Regions from separate parts of the Dromaius novaehollandiae genome. Here region 1 is linked to region 2. A link is a contact called in public Hi-C data. All regions are on one chromosome and are shown on one strand. Each heading gives the region's core, a stretch centred on a gene start, on an enhancer-like site or on the middle of the called end of the contact. The rest is flanking DNA. Distances are from core to core; before and after follow the strand shown.

Region 1 (6,970 bases), core at 3,622-6,121, 240 kb after region 2:
ACTGCACCCTGATCAGGCAATTCACTGAAGATGCACTGCTTGAACACCTGCCAACTCTATTAGCACAGTCTCATCATTTTATTTTGTTTTAACCAACTTCAACAGGCAAAGTTTGGAGATACACTCTCACAGAGGCAAGATACAGTCAGTTAGCTGGTTGGTGGTATCTTGTCTCTGCGAGAGAGAAAGGGCTCCTGGAGCCCAGCACAGGACGACTGCTGGACTCAGGGAGAGACAAGGGCCTCCGCCTTTCACAGAAGCAAGACCTGCACAGTCAGCACCACCTTGCCTCTCCGAGAGCATGTCCGCCAACTCTACTGTCACACATCAGTTAATAACACTGAAAAAGATCTTGCCTCTCCAAAGGCATGGAAGGAGGGCAAAAGACTCTGCTCAGACGACTGCAGGAAGCAGGCCCATCAAGCTATGCCATATCTACTACTTTTGGAATGTCAAAGCATTGGCAGATACGCTTACGTCAGGGCAGTCCAAGGGCAAAACTTCTCTCTTATACTCCTGTGAATTACAGGGGTGTCATTCAGGTTTTAGTTGCAGTTCAGAAAAATCCAAAGATTCTTTCCTATCGTGGGCTGGCTATACTTTCTGTCTAGAATTACAGTGAATTAAAGACAGACAGCTTTTGGCTTTCATAGTGAATATAAAATAAACATTTAAAATGAGCCATTTTTAAATGAAGAAGGGGTTTTTTTTCTTCTTTGTTAAAATGAAGTTTTCTGTTTCTGAAGTTCAGGCAAAAAGTTCAGGTCCCAAACTCACAAGCTTAATTTTAGATTTCCCTCCTTGTCACGACTGAAATGTAACATGAAACAAGACACCTATAACAAAATCAGCTCTGCTACAAAATAGGATTGTAGTAAGAGCTTTATCTGTCTCCATTCCTACAATTATTCCAAAGCAGAAAGAGAGAATAAGTTAGGTTACTATTTATAGCAAAAGGAAACGATAAATACGAGAGCTTAGTAATGGGTACCCAGTAGAAAAAATACAGTAATTTGGAGTTATGTCTTCACTAATATCTAGTAATTCACAGGTGGCATGTTACATCTGTGTGTTGCATTTTATTTGACATGTTCACAAGCCTTTTAAAGTCAGTCACAAATCCAAACATAGTTAGCAGACAGGGTATTTAATAAAATCAGATTTATAAAACTATTACTGTGTGAAACAACATTTCACCTATTAAATTTTTCTACTCAAAATCAATAGAGAAAGAAAGATAATAAATAATGAAACTATAAGAAAATAATTGAGATGTTATCAGAACTATAAATATATCAAACATTTCTGATGATATCACAATGCACTCTGGATATTTTCCCCCTTTTATTTCACAGAACCTCTCCTGGTGTCTGCAGTTCCTAATCATTTATTCTATAAATACAGCTTAGTTGACTAAGGCTGAAATGTGCTAAGATGCAGTAACGCTTCACATTCATACATGAAACAATTTGGAAGCTTCCCCCAGGCATTCGCGGCTGCGGCTCCCGCTGCTCGGCTACCCACAATCCCCCCATTTACCTGCTCGCTGGGCTGCCTCTGCCCTGGTCAGGAAGTGGTAAAGCTGATCCAGCTTATCAGGCTGCTCCTCCAGGGACTTCTGCTGCCATATGGCTGACCCAGGCCCTGCAGCCTCCCTCAAGGCATTCCACTTCTGTATCAGAGTGAAGAGCTCGGAGAAGGACTTGTGATAACCCTGTCGCAGCATGTCTATGCAGATGTTCTTCTTGTATGAATTCCTGCAGCTGGGAATAAGAAAGGTGGATTTTAGTCCTTTAAACCTGTATTCTGTTCTCCACCTTACTAAATAAGTAGAGATACTAAAACAGTTTTCAAGAAGAGACCTCTGCAGCTCGCCAGTGGAGAAGGGGTATTTTCTCCCCTACTCAAAAAACAGTCTGTTATTGTATGATTAAGGAGGTCCCACCCTAGGGAAGTAAATATAGCAACAGTGAATCAATACCCAATATATATTGCAAACATGTTAAAAATATACAGGTATTCTTCAGCTAGTACTGGCCAAAGAGGCTGACTGATAGGAAAAAAGAGATGTTTACATTAGTTCATGGAAACACAATAAACTCTTAGTTTGCTTTAAAACAGTGTACAGGGAAAAATGAAGCACATTCCGCATGTCAAAACAATGTATATGTTAAATAGTTTTGCTGGAGGTTATGATGGCTTGGTTTAAAACGTCAAACAAATGCTATGCCAGAAACACAATCATTACATATTATTTTGCTTCTGTTTAGCATGTAACTTCAGCTGGGACTGGTATACCGATACAGAAGTTTGATGATTCTCCCTGATTTTAAAATCAAATGTTATTTCCACAGAGCTACAATGATGAATTTACATGAAAGTTATACCATTCATAAACACTGATGAGACATACATATCAAAAAGATGCATGATTAAATATTCTCAAGAGGTAATAGATCTTTTGAGGCACTATTTACAGAAAAAAATCTAAATATTTCTTTCACGTGGCATGAAACAATCACTGCATCCCATCCTGGAACAAGCTATGAGTCCAGTGGGACTGCTTGCAAACCTAAAGTACATATGTAAAGGTTTGCAGAAGCAGGTGTCTAGCGTGAGAAAACAAACCTTTGCTCCAGGAAAACGATAAGGACCTAGATGTGCTAATTTTATTTTGTAATTTCTACTTAAGTTTCCAAATTGTTTCCAAAACTGCCTTTTTGGATTAAAATGTATTTAACTGCAAATGCTCAATCTTTTAAAGAAATACGGAATTCTGAAAACTGAGATTTACACCATATATTATAAATTCAGATGAATCTCATACTAAACAATAGCCTAATGAGACTAATACTTCTAGCTTAAAAAGAGCTACTGCAATTCTTTAACAAGTCTAATAAGAATGAAAATGGTGTAAACAACTTCTTAGCTAGATATCCATGGAATAAACAGAAATATAAGATTTAATAAGTGAATAAGCTGTGCTGTTTATTTCCTATTTAATACTATTAAAATAAAAAACCATAAATTATTACACAGATGCAGATGAATCCTGCATATGTATTTTTCTTACATTTCAATTGCAGAGCTGAACAGAAAAATATTACATGATTCTAAAAGATACATGACATGATTTAGGCTAGACAGTACTGAATTTATTTTTAATATATAAGTAGGTGTTTTTCAAGATTTAAAAGCACACATACACACATGCAAGGGAAAATATATAATGATTCCATACCAGAAAATATTTGCAACATTTCTTTTCTAAAAGTAAATGAGAAATACCTTTAGACATTTAAAATTTAATTTGTCAGAATATGCTATAATTGGAATATATCAGATTCAAGATATACAGCTTCAAAATACTGTGCAGATATTACGTTAATATACTACAATGCATTCTCTACTCTTTCTTTTTTCTTTTTTACATTTCTATTCAACTGAAAGAAAGTTGAAGAATAAAGGTAAAAAATTTCTACCAACTTGCACAGGCCTAAGACTGAAACCTAGAGCAATGTAACTCAAAGCAGTGGAATCACAATCTGTATAGCTGGCACAGATGCACATTTATTTATTCATATAATGTGATATATATATTTATATGTGTGTGTACGTGTATTACATGAGTAGATATATTAGGAGTAAGTAAGAAAGGACGCTAAAGCATAAAAGTGACTAATCAAAATGTCATTTAGTTAATTTTTAACACTGCATACTAGCTGAGCACAGTACCAATATTTATATAAACACAAATATTGTGTCCATGTAACATATTTGCTGCAGATCAATGCATTTTCCTTGAGGTGAAAGCACATTTTCCCCACAAACATAATAATGTTAATAAACAAACCAATACATTTACACACAGAAAAATAAGTCAGTTTTTTTTTAATTTGTTTCACCATTGTTTTAAAAAAAGCCCATGTCAATTAAATTGAAGTAATGCTGAAATAATCATATAGTACAGACCACACCTTTTTCTCAGGCAAGGATAACTGTGTTTATAACAAATAAAGAAAGAAGCTGTCTACTGCAGACATTCAAATTTTAGAGATAAATATAAAGAAAAAAGATAAAAGTTATCTTACGAAGTTATATCTAAAAACAGAAAATACTTGAAGAGTAAAATACTACATTTGTGTCCTTAAGTTACTGTTACATATAAACTGTAAATGACTGACCATACATGAAGGATAAAATAGGGATAGAAATGAATGATATTATGGGGATGAACAATATATCATCTAAGAGCCTGACACTGCAACAAATTCTGAAATCGCTTCAATCATCATAGTGGTTCTGGATGAAAATGCCAGCATTATTTTTCCAACACACGGTGCTTTTGAAAAGAGGAGGAGTAGTGCAGGTGACAGAAGCAAACTTTTCATTGTATCTTCAAATAATCTGTAACTACTCAAAGTGATCGCTTGTCTTCGCATATTGCATCTTTATAATACCATGCAATATGTAAAAGGAGAGATTAAATGGAAGGACTCATGTTTTATATGTGAGGATTATTTTATTCCTAATATCAATGTCAAAAACTGATATTTAATTAAATGCACATAACTTATTTTATAAAAACCATTAACTTTTACTCTGTGTTTCTACTACATTAATAAAACAGTTTATGCTAAACCTTTTGAACCTTAGTACCTAACAGAATAATTATGACATATTATTAAGCCGGTAAGTTTATTTTTCTACACTGCGTCCACGCCAATTTGGGGTTTCCTTTGCACAATTAGGTTACTTGGAGAAGCGAAATGGAAAAAGATTGGTCTTTTACTCGGTTAAAGGGGCGACTTTCAAGAGGTTTGATGGTCTCTGGGGGCATCTACCGGGCGTCGGGAGAACTGCGCTCGGGACGCGTTGATCCTGCGGCTGCCAGTGCAGCAAGACGGGGCTGCAGAACAAAGGACGGCACCAGCCCCGCTCCCCTGCGCCGCGCGCGGCCCGCACGAGGGGCCAGGCGCCGGGGCTGCCCTGGGCGCAGCGGCAGCCACCCGGGCTCCCCGCGACCAGCGCCCGGCGGCGCAGCGCCGACCCGCCGCGCACGCACTTGTACCAGCCCGGCTGGACGGGCGCCTGGTTTTGAAACGTTACCTGTGCTTGATTCCACAACTGAACGGTGGGGCGAAGACAGCCCCGAAGTCGTCTTTCCCTTTTGAGTGACCGCGCGTGCGTGTTAGGAGAAAAAGATTTTAGATCTATTTTTAAAAACGAATTATTTTTACATAAAATATGGGACATACCTATGCATTTAACATTATGCTTAAAACAAAGAGACTGATTCATCTGCTCGTAATTTAGAACAGTGGATTTAAGGGTTTTTTTAATCCATAAATTGCAACAGATGAAGGACCTAATTCTTAACACAAACACAGGTGATGCTAAGTCTACTGTTCATCTCTGTAACCCTCCTCTCTGTCATTACTGAAACCTGGCTGATGTTAGTAGGTGTTTGTTTGCACAGGCTTACTAAAACACTGACAAGGAGGTCCACTTAGTGGACAGTATTTTACAGCACGAGGTGCAGAACAGTTCTGTGTGTGCATTGGTGCTTGTGTGCGAGGAAGAGATCAGAACATTTTTCAATACAAAATAAATAACCAGCAAAAGCTAAAGTTACCATTTTAGTGGCACCATAAAAATGATTTTCATATAGAGTTTAACACTACACTGGTGGAAGCAGCTACTGAATGTGGATCTGTGAGCTTGAAAAAGCACGGCTATTGTTAACATACCAGTCCTTTAAATACACCAGGATATTGCTACAGGCATTTTACTTTTCTTACACTATACAGCTACTTGCATAATTTTCTTATACGGATTTCTTTCATTATCATTATTTTTCTAAGAACACCTCCAGTGATACTGAGGAATCTGACTTAAGCATAGAAACACGATTCTAATCTTTCTTCACCAGTATAAAAATTAGAAATACTAATCTTCACTGAGGCTAATGAAATCACACTATTGTTGCAAACCCAGGGAGCTTCCTATGCTATTGTATTGTACCTTTACAAGAATCTTAAGCAAAACCTAGAGATCAAGGCAGTACTATCCCACGTTCCTTTTAACTCCAAATCCTACGCAACAAGGCTATTTGCATTCTACCCTTCACATTGAAAGAGAGGAAAGAAAAAAGAAATTAAGCCAAAAGACTTACACTGCTATTAAAAATAATCAAAATAATCAATACATCATAACAGAATTACTTGTCACGAGCCTAATTTATATACCACATACCTGGTACAGTCAATTACAGTTTTATGCAATTACATGCAGAATCAGTGCAAAAGGTTACCATTTTCAGCTGAGAATTTTCTTTTTCATATCAGGGTTCATATCTTTCAATTTCCTAAGATTTAGTAAGTACTACAGGTTAACACCAGCTGCTGATTCTTCTACAAGTGCATGGTAACAATCACATCTGTAACGCACCAAATTGGCATGGAGTAAGCAGTGATACAATATAAAATATTACAGTGTACTTACAGTGTAAAATAATTACTGTACCAAATATTACACTCCTTAAAAACTGTACTGAAATAGGTTTCATCCACTTGGGATTTCCTTCTGTAGTTGGCAAGTCAATAACTGATATAAATGCCTCACATTAGGATCACAAAATTAGGCAAAAAAAAAAAAAACTTTTTGCCTGAGTTTATTTAAACAAATATTATATTTCCTGTTTATAAAATTACAGGAAAATGAAAATTACATGCAGTAAGCTACTTTGTGCTTAACCTATATGAAAACACACACAGTGTAAACAAGGAGACATCAGAATTGCCTCACTAAAATTTGAAAAGTATGTGCATTAAGTAAAAACAAACAGAGAAAATATTGCAAAGCCAAGCATACTATAAGGGTTAAAACTTTCAGGGTGCTTCTTCTAAGAATCAAAAGAGGAAAATTATTATTTAGTTATAGCTGGACCCCCAAAGCAAATGATTTTGTA
Region 2 (7,740 bases), core at 1,389-3,888:
CCACCCGCCCTTGCAAGCAGCACCAGGAGCACCTGCAGGAAAGGCTGCCGGGCTGCCCCATGCTGCCTCGCTGCAGGGGAAGGCGGCACACGGGGATGAGGCTGAGCAGGGCAGCAGCCCGGAGGCCCACAGGCACTGCAGGGAGCGTTTTGTGGAGACCCTCCTGACGCAGGCGCTATGGCACAGCTTACCTGGGCAGACTAATGTCAGCACCCCTGGGTGCTGCAGCAGGCAAGTTGTAGAAAGCTCAAATCTCAGGCAGAGGCAGTCTAAAGAACTAACTGTAGCAGTAATAATAATTTTAAAAGGTTGGGTGGGCACAAAACAAAAACTTGCCCTTGCACTTTTTGCACTTCAATTTCCTGCATGGGTTGTGCTGCTCGCCACGCAACAAAAGCTTGCCATCAGAAGGAGCCTGCTTTTCCCCTGTCTGATATGAACACCAGTTTTGCATTGAAATAATCTGTCCTGAAATATGGATCTTTGATTCAATAACATAATAGAATATTTCCAGAGGAGGAAAATGATTTCTGAAAACAAAACAACGCCAGTCCAGGAGAGACTACCTAGGCAGGGGAAGATGCGAGACTGGAAACGAATAAAGAGAAAATACTGCCCTCCCAGCCCCCACAAGATGAGCTTTTTTGATTTGAGCTCCCAAGAGCTCAAACAGCCAGCCAGCATTGAGAACTCAGAAGGTGTTTCCTCCTTCTAGAAGAGCTGAAATAAGGGAGCAATGGAAAGATGTTATCAAAGAGCTCTACCTTCCCTTTTGCAGGGCATGAGTCTTCAGCCTTCTCTGTCCTCAAGGACATCTGGGCTCCCTAGATAGCTTCTTACTCCCTCCTCCAGGCTTTGCTCCAGCTCTTCCCAAAGAACCACTGCAAGGCTGGAAGTTCACAGTATGGCATTTGTATATTTATATTTCTAAAGGCCTAAGTGCTCTGTATCCAGAACAATTCCTTTTGTACAAGTTGACTACATTCCTTTTATTTCATTAATTATAAGGGATTTCATTTCTAAATGACATGCCACACACCCATTCACAGAACCTCATTAGCTGGAGGAACAACACACATCCCTAAGGCACTTCATTTTTACTAACTCCTAGGATTTTCTAACTAACAAGAGCATTTGTTTGTGTCTACTTTGGTGATCAACACTCTTCATAAACTATTTCTTCCGGTGGGTTGCAGAGAGTACTCGCCACAGGAGTCATGAAATGAGTAAATCACCTGCTATCTCTATCCCGAACACATGTACTTCTACAAGATTTAATCCATCCTAAGATTAATAACTGACCTAATTTTCAAACTAGTTCTCAATTGTGCTGTTTGCCTGATTGATATAAAAGAAATCAAGATACGCAACCTAATCAGTGTCATGCATCACCGTGACCCACCAGCTTCAACCATTTTGAAAATTCCCCCCCAAAAGTCCAAGTCAGTATTATATGGGGGATTAAATAATAGCCACATCTTGGTGTTAAATACAGATTCTGCTATAATTCTGCAGGTGATACCTTACAAATGAGAAATAATCAGGTCCTGGCTGTCTGGGTCTGAAAAGTATGAGAAAACATTTCATTAGAGAGGGGATCCCGACCCAGCATCTTGGTCACCATCAGCTTCTTATTGGCCCTTTTGGTTCTAAGTGTAATTTCAGCGTGAAATTTTTTCTGAAGTTTTGCTAATTTTTTCTGAAGTTTTGCTGCACACTCTCACAAAGGTGGCAGAGTCAAAAAAAACCCTGCATTGGTTATTTGGTTATTGGTTAATTGGTTATTTACAATTAGACACAACTGCTTTTTTATATATACAAAGCACTTATAGGCAATACAAATGCATGTAATGCAGGTTTGTATATCACTGTGCAGTGGATAAATGGAGGCCCTATTAAAAGGCAACACTGCCATCATCAGTCTCATTTCTGGATCAAACACAAGAGAGAGCATCCCACCTCATATATGGAGTAGAAATAACCATCCTACAGGTTAAAAGTAACAACTGCTTGGGATGGTAGTTCTCAATGTTGGTGCTGTAAATGAGCTATAAGCCATCTAAGAGACTTTAAAAGTTTTTAGCTACACTGTTTTACTGAGGAGGTACAATAACTAAAAAGCTTCAGGACCTCCGAACAGGCAAACACTCCCAGAGAGCACTGACTTTGTCAGATGCTCACTGGAGCATTCCACAAAAATTAAGTGCTATAAAACTGCTGTGTTGTTTTTGATGTATCTTATGTAACAGAGTTTTTTCTTTTTAAATATTGTATTTAACTTGTTTTTTCTGTTTTGCCTACAATCAAAAGCTACATCACAATTCGGTGGCCTAACAACCTAGCCAGACAGAGGAAGTTCAGTCAGGCAGTAATAAAAAGCTTTGGCTGTCTGGCTTCAGGGAGAAGAAAATTGCTTGGATGATCACTTCAGTACTTTCTAGATGATGCACTATTTTATTCTTTCTGATAGCTACAGTTTAAAAGAACTCAAAACAGGAAAACGTACATGTAAAGGCTCAGTAAAGATGTGGACTGAAGCTTTATTTTGTTTGGTTTCAAATTCACACTTTTGATAGAGCCTAGGGAGCCAGAGAGAGAAGAAAGGAAACTGTCCCTGAGCGCCTGGCAGTATCGAAAGTGAAAACAGCTGCTTAAGTTACAAGCTACTTGTAGAGTCTGTCTAAGAGTGAGGGACTCTGCGCTGTGTGGGACAGCTTTTGCAATTACAGCAAGTGTCACCACAGTTTACTTGCCACAACAACAACAACAACGTATTTATCAAGTCACAGTTGCAATTAAATTCCTTATCATGATTCTCCACAAGAAAACAGACTGTGATTCTAACCACTTGCAACTTTGCGATAACTTCAGATTGCTGCTTATTATGGTCCCCAGCCTGAAGGTGCTGAGCACTTACAGCTCCTGCAAAAAGGAGGCATTCAACACCTTGCAGAAACGGTTCCTTCAGCAAGAGGAGGTTTCAGTGCTAAAGACTCTGCCTGTGCTCTTTCTAATTCTAATTATATCTGGCCAGTTACAGTGGCAAACTCCATTCTATCAGTAAGTTTTAAATTCTTCTGTCAGTGTGACTGGCTTGTCTTTCTGTCAACATGATTGGCTTTCCGTAGTCTTTGCCAGGCTCTCTCCTTTCTGTTCATCTTTCTTCTGTCCTCAAAATCAGCTTTTTCTAAAAAGACTGGATAAAAGTACAATAATTCAAAAGGCTGAGTTCCAAGTGTCCCTCACATACAGATACAGGTGCTTTATACTTTTTGTCTCATATATGTTTTTAAGGAACTCTTATTTACTGATGTGATAGAGAAACTTCATTCCTAGTTTCAATATTCAAAAAAACCCTCCTAATGTTGGCTTCTCTTCAGCCTCTTGCAGCTACAGACTTGTGTCTCAGACCCTGAGCTGTGACGACAATTGCCAAATAAATCTGATTTGGTCATTTATCCAGCAAGCACAGGGCATCAAGATGAACATTTCCAGATTTGCCAGGTAACTGCTGTATTAAATACTGCCCAGGTACATTTCTCAGAAGTTGATGGCCTGTCTGTAGAATACTTATCACTAGCAGCAATAATCATTCTGAATAAGAGACTATTCTCTTCCAAGGGTACCAGCATCTGCTTACATAAAGGGATATTTTTGGCACATTCTCAAGGTCTTCTTTCTTCTGCCCTGCTGTCAGAACGCTAATCAGGTATGCACGGCACCTACAGCACTCCCACGCACTCCAGGTAATTAGCCTTTCCACTAATCAGAGAGCATCTCTCATAGCCGCAAACGCACAGTACACTGCTTGTTCCTTAACCCTCCGGTTTCCTCTGCTCATTTCTTGGGGAATTCACTGAACACTGGTTACCTTGAACTACTCTTTCAATACACACCATTTAGAGCTTTCCAAATAAAATCATTTCTGACCATTTTGCTGGGAGCTGAATTTAAAGACATGAATTATCAATGTTTCAGCTAAAACATACCCCTGATCTTTCCTTTTTCTTCTAATAGTTAAGAAAAAAAATGTTCCCAATGTATTTCCTTGGGAGCATCCTCACATGTCTCTCTGTGCTTGAAAATTGATCATCTTAGATAAAAGCTAATTTACACCTGTGATTTATTAAGACAAGAAACTCATGTTTAAAGGAAAAAGAGACTGCAGTAAGTGTCTATGCTCTGACAAATGGCAAAAAATACAGCTGATTTAACAAATGAGTGCTCAATCAATGATGCACTGAGGCACATGACAAAGGCAAGTCAAAACCCATTACATTCAAGAACCTCCTTTAAATTCCACTTCAGTGCACTGACCCTGTTGCTCAATGCTAAAGACTTTACAAGGTTTTCGGAAACATTTAGAGGAGCTTTTGTTTTGGCATTCACTCAGCTGCACCTCACAATTAACACTGCCAGACTCCTTTCTAATCAATTATTCATTAAGATTACTAGCGTGTCTTTTGAGCGCCTTAACTTCACATCAGAAGTGTGTGAGGGATGACACATGCATGTGTACTTTACAGAATAAAAGGCAGACTCTAAGCAGGTTTTAACACTAAATGAGAACAAGGCTAAAAGAAGTGAAATCAACACTTTTAGTCAAAGTTGAGCTTCAGGCGAGCTGCAGGCAGTGCACAGCATGAGAGAATTTGGCTCCAGAAAGTGCCCATGTGTTGACAGCTGAATAAGAGTTTGAAGGCTTAATGGTAAGAAATGTTCCGTCAGTGATAATGTTACACATTACTTACTTGGTTAACTACTCATCTTCTGCAGCCCTGACAGCTAATGACACAAAATCCATCTGATAGAAGTTTTACCATTAGTTATACAAACATGTTTATGGTGGTTACTATGGCTAGTATTTTTGCTAATCAAATGACATGAAGGAAATAATTTTCAACAACAACAACAAAAAGAAAACTATGAAACATAACTGTGCTGAGAATTTAAAAATGCAGGAAAATCTGAAAAGCTGCCCAAACTAAAGAAGAGATATGATTCAATTTGAGCTTATTTCCATAAACCTATTAATATACATGCAAGTCAAATTATTATCGGTTTGCATTATGGTAGAACCTATTCTATTAAACACTATGTTTTGGTGGGGGAAAGGCTATTTCTACCACTTAGCATTAAGGCATATAACTTAAAACATACACGTTAAAAGCCTGGACTTTGTATTTAATGAGAGAAGATAGGTAAGCACCTAATTTAGATACTCTTAAAAATCATCATCAGCTCCAGTGATTGTAAAGGAAGTCTACACAGGCACTGCTGTTAGATGGTACAAATGTTTCTTCCCACAGTATACAGATGATACCTATTATAAAGTAATTATAAAGCTTGTATCCACCTGTTATAACATGGGTCATCAAAGGCTAGAGCCATAACCATTCAAATGCCTATGGTGCTACCTGGGTAGAATTGAGGTGCCTGAATTTAAAGTCATATTCTATGAAATCTCTCTGTGTCTTTAAGTGCTAGAAGAGCCTGTAGCCACCAAAGAACATGTCATTAAATGGCCTTCCTCTATTCTGCATGCCCACAGCTGCTGCCATCTCAGCTGAGAAGAACATCTCTGTGTTTACTTCCCACATACAGCGGTGAGAGAAAGAACAAATGCTTGTTTGATCGAGGCATTTACCGAAGGATGGTCTTGTGTTCTGGTACCCATCTTACATTACAGAATCAACAAATAAAATGCAACAGCAGTTGGAAGCAACCACCAGGGAATGGTTGGGAACACCAGCCACAGATCAAAGATCTTCAAAATTAAATTAAATGATACTCATCATCACCATACCTATCTCCTTTGACTGTCAAGGATCAAGTGAGTTAGATGCATAAATCCCATTGACTGGATTTTTGAAGCTACTTTAGTTGACTAAAGACAAAGAGAGGTGTCTAGAAGGTTTTTTAAAAAACAGTATAAGGGCTTTAGGGGTGAAACTCCCATTGAAATCAAAGTAGGCAATTTAAAAAGTTTTACCCACAGTGACTTTGCAAAGCATACAGAGCATACTAATGCATACTTAAAATGACAACTGCATTCCTGAACTAATATTCATTATCTCACATGCTGTAAATGTCTGCAAAAAGATTCAGTCTCAGTGTATCAGGAAGCAATCTTCAGACCTGGACAACAAAGAAATTTACTGTTCTCAGACCAGCATTACTGTCCCCCCAAGCCAACAACAAAGAGATTTAGAGTCCTTGGAAAAACCAACACCTCACAGAATTATTTAATTGTTCAGTTCATTTCTGCAAGTACTTCAAGAATCAGATCAAGCAATGAAAAGGCAAATCCAGCTCTGGAATTCCCATCCAGGTCTCCCACTGAAGTCAGTGGGAACTGTCCATATGCAGCTAGGGGCAAAACAGACGAGAATGTGTGCTTCACCACTGTGATGTACCAGCTTCGCACTAGTGTAAATCGACTGATTCTGATATATTTAGAATAGCATGGAATCTGAGTCATGGACTGCTGAACCTAGCCTCGCCATAATTTTTTCAGTCACCAACTGTACCAGCTCTACCAAAAATTATGTATTCGCCATGATACGCATGATTGGGGCTGTGTATGTACAAGACCCTTTAAGATGTGCTTTGTTCCCATTAAACTTCCAGGGATTTCACAAATAATGGTTTCAAGCAGAAAAAAATTATTACGAGCAGAAATCTGCCAGCAAATATACTTATATACCAACTGAAGTACAGTGTAGATCCTGAGGGGACTTCCTTTACTATCCTGATTTGTTCAAATCAGTTAGAGGTAGCATTTACAGTAGTATTACACTTGTATGAATTATCTCAGCTTTTTTCAAAGGAAAAAATCATCATTTAACTTTTTTATATGTAAATTCCACAATCCTTCATGAATCTTCACAGCAATACATGAAAGACAATACAGTATTACAGTTGAGTATATAGTATCTTACAACAACAACAAAAAAAGAGAGAACAGGAATAGAAAAAATTATTCATAAAGGCATTGGCTAGAAAAAAAAAAACCTCATAAAGGCATTACGTATGTTCTGTTTGGCATCAGGCCTGAACACAAACTAGAGCTCTGCAACGGAAGGCAGCAAAGTGAGAGCCCTTTTGGACTGTATCGTTTATTCCTACTGTAACACGCAGGTCTATTTCAACGATCAGTTTTACAAATTTTCATTGTCAGGTTCACTATCATCTGTAAAACAGATCAAATGATGCCACTAACACACACCCACTGCTTAACCCTGTATGTAATGCTGTCCTCAGGGTGTATATGAACAATGTTTAGAAAAAGCAGGATGCACAGCTGATCAGACCAGCAGCTGATCAGTGTTTAATCACCAAATCCAATAAGGAAACAAATGAGGCAGAGCACAAGGGTAGAAAACAAAGGTAAATGGAAAACATCAAATGATCCACCAATTTACAGAAGATAAAAACACTCTCGGAAACAATTTACAAAACAATTTTCTTTTTACACATTTAATAAACATTCTGTCAGAGTAAACAAAATCTCAGAAGCTGGAAGTTTTTTAAAAAAATCAATTAAAATGAAGTCACAGCGAATGGTGGGGAATTGTTTCTGGCAGTTATTTGATATAGCGTGGTTAATATTTCTAGTCAGCCAAATTAACAGTTTTGCCTCTGCAGACTTGCACTCACAATGCATAACCTCCAAGGGTTTGTTCTAAAAGTTAAAGAAATATATGCACAAATATTTTTATACAGCTACATTTTTGATGT

Evidence for each region. Hi-C and Micro-C count contacts between places; a contact is called where the count stands out from the background.
Region 1: a contact with region 2 is called in a Hi-C map of liver, with 9 times the contacts expected there. The contact joins two enhancer-like sites. A contact is called at or near these places in 3 of 4 Hi-C or Micro-C datasets (brain, liver and ovary).

Annotation. Positions count from the first base shown.
Region 1 is chr4:37,511,765-37,518,734 of bDroNov1.hap1, forward strand. It overlaps TTC29 (tetratricopeptide repeat domain 29), which reads right to left. Exons shown (of 12, transcript XM_064510783.1): 4 at 1,540-1,763. Among named protein-coding and RNA genes, the nearest start is that of TTC29, 21 kb to the right of the region's middle. Within about 2 kb of position 4,872, at least 2 of the 2 cell types and tissues checked have open chromatin away from gene starts, as enhancers often do.
Region 2 is chr4:37,273,268-37,281,007 of bDroNov1.hap1, forward strand. All of the region lies in intron 5 of SLC10A7 (solute carrier family 10 member 7), which reads right to left. Among named protein-coding and RNA genes, the nearest start is that of SLC10A7, 84 kb to the right of the region's middle. Within about 2 kb of position 2,639, at least 2 of the 2 cell types and tissues checked have open chromatin away from gene starts, as enhancers often do.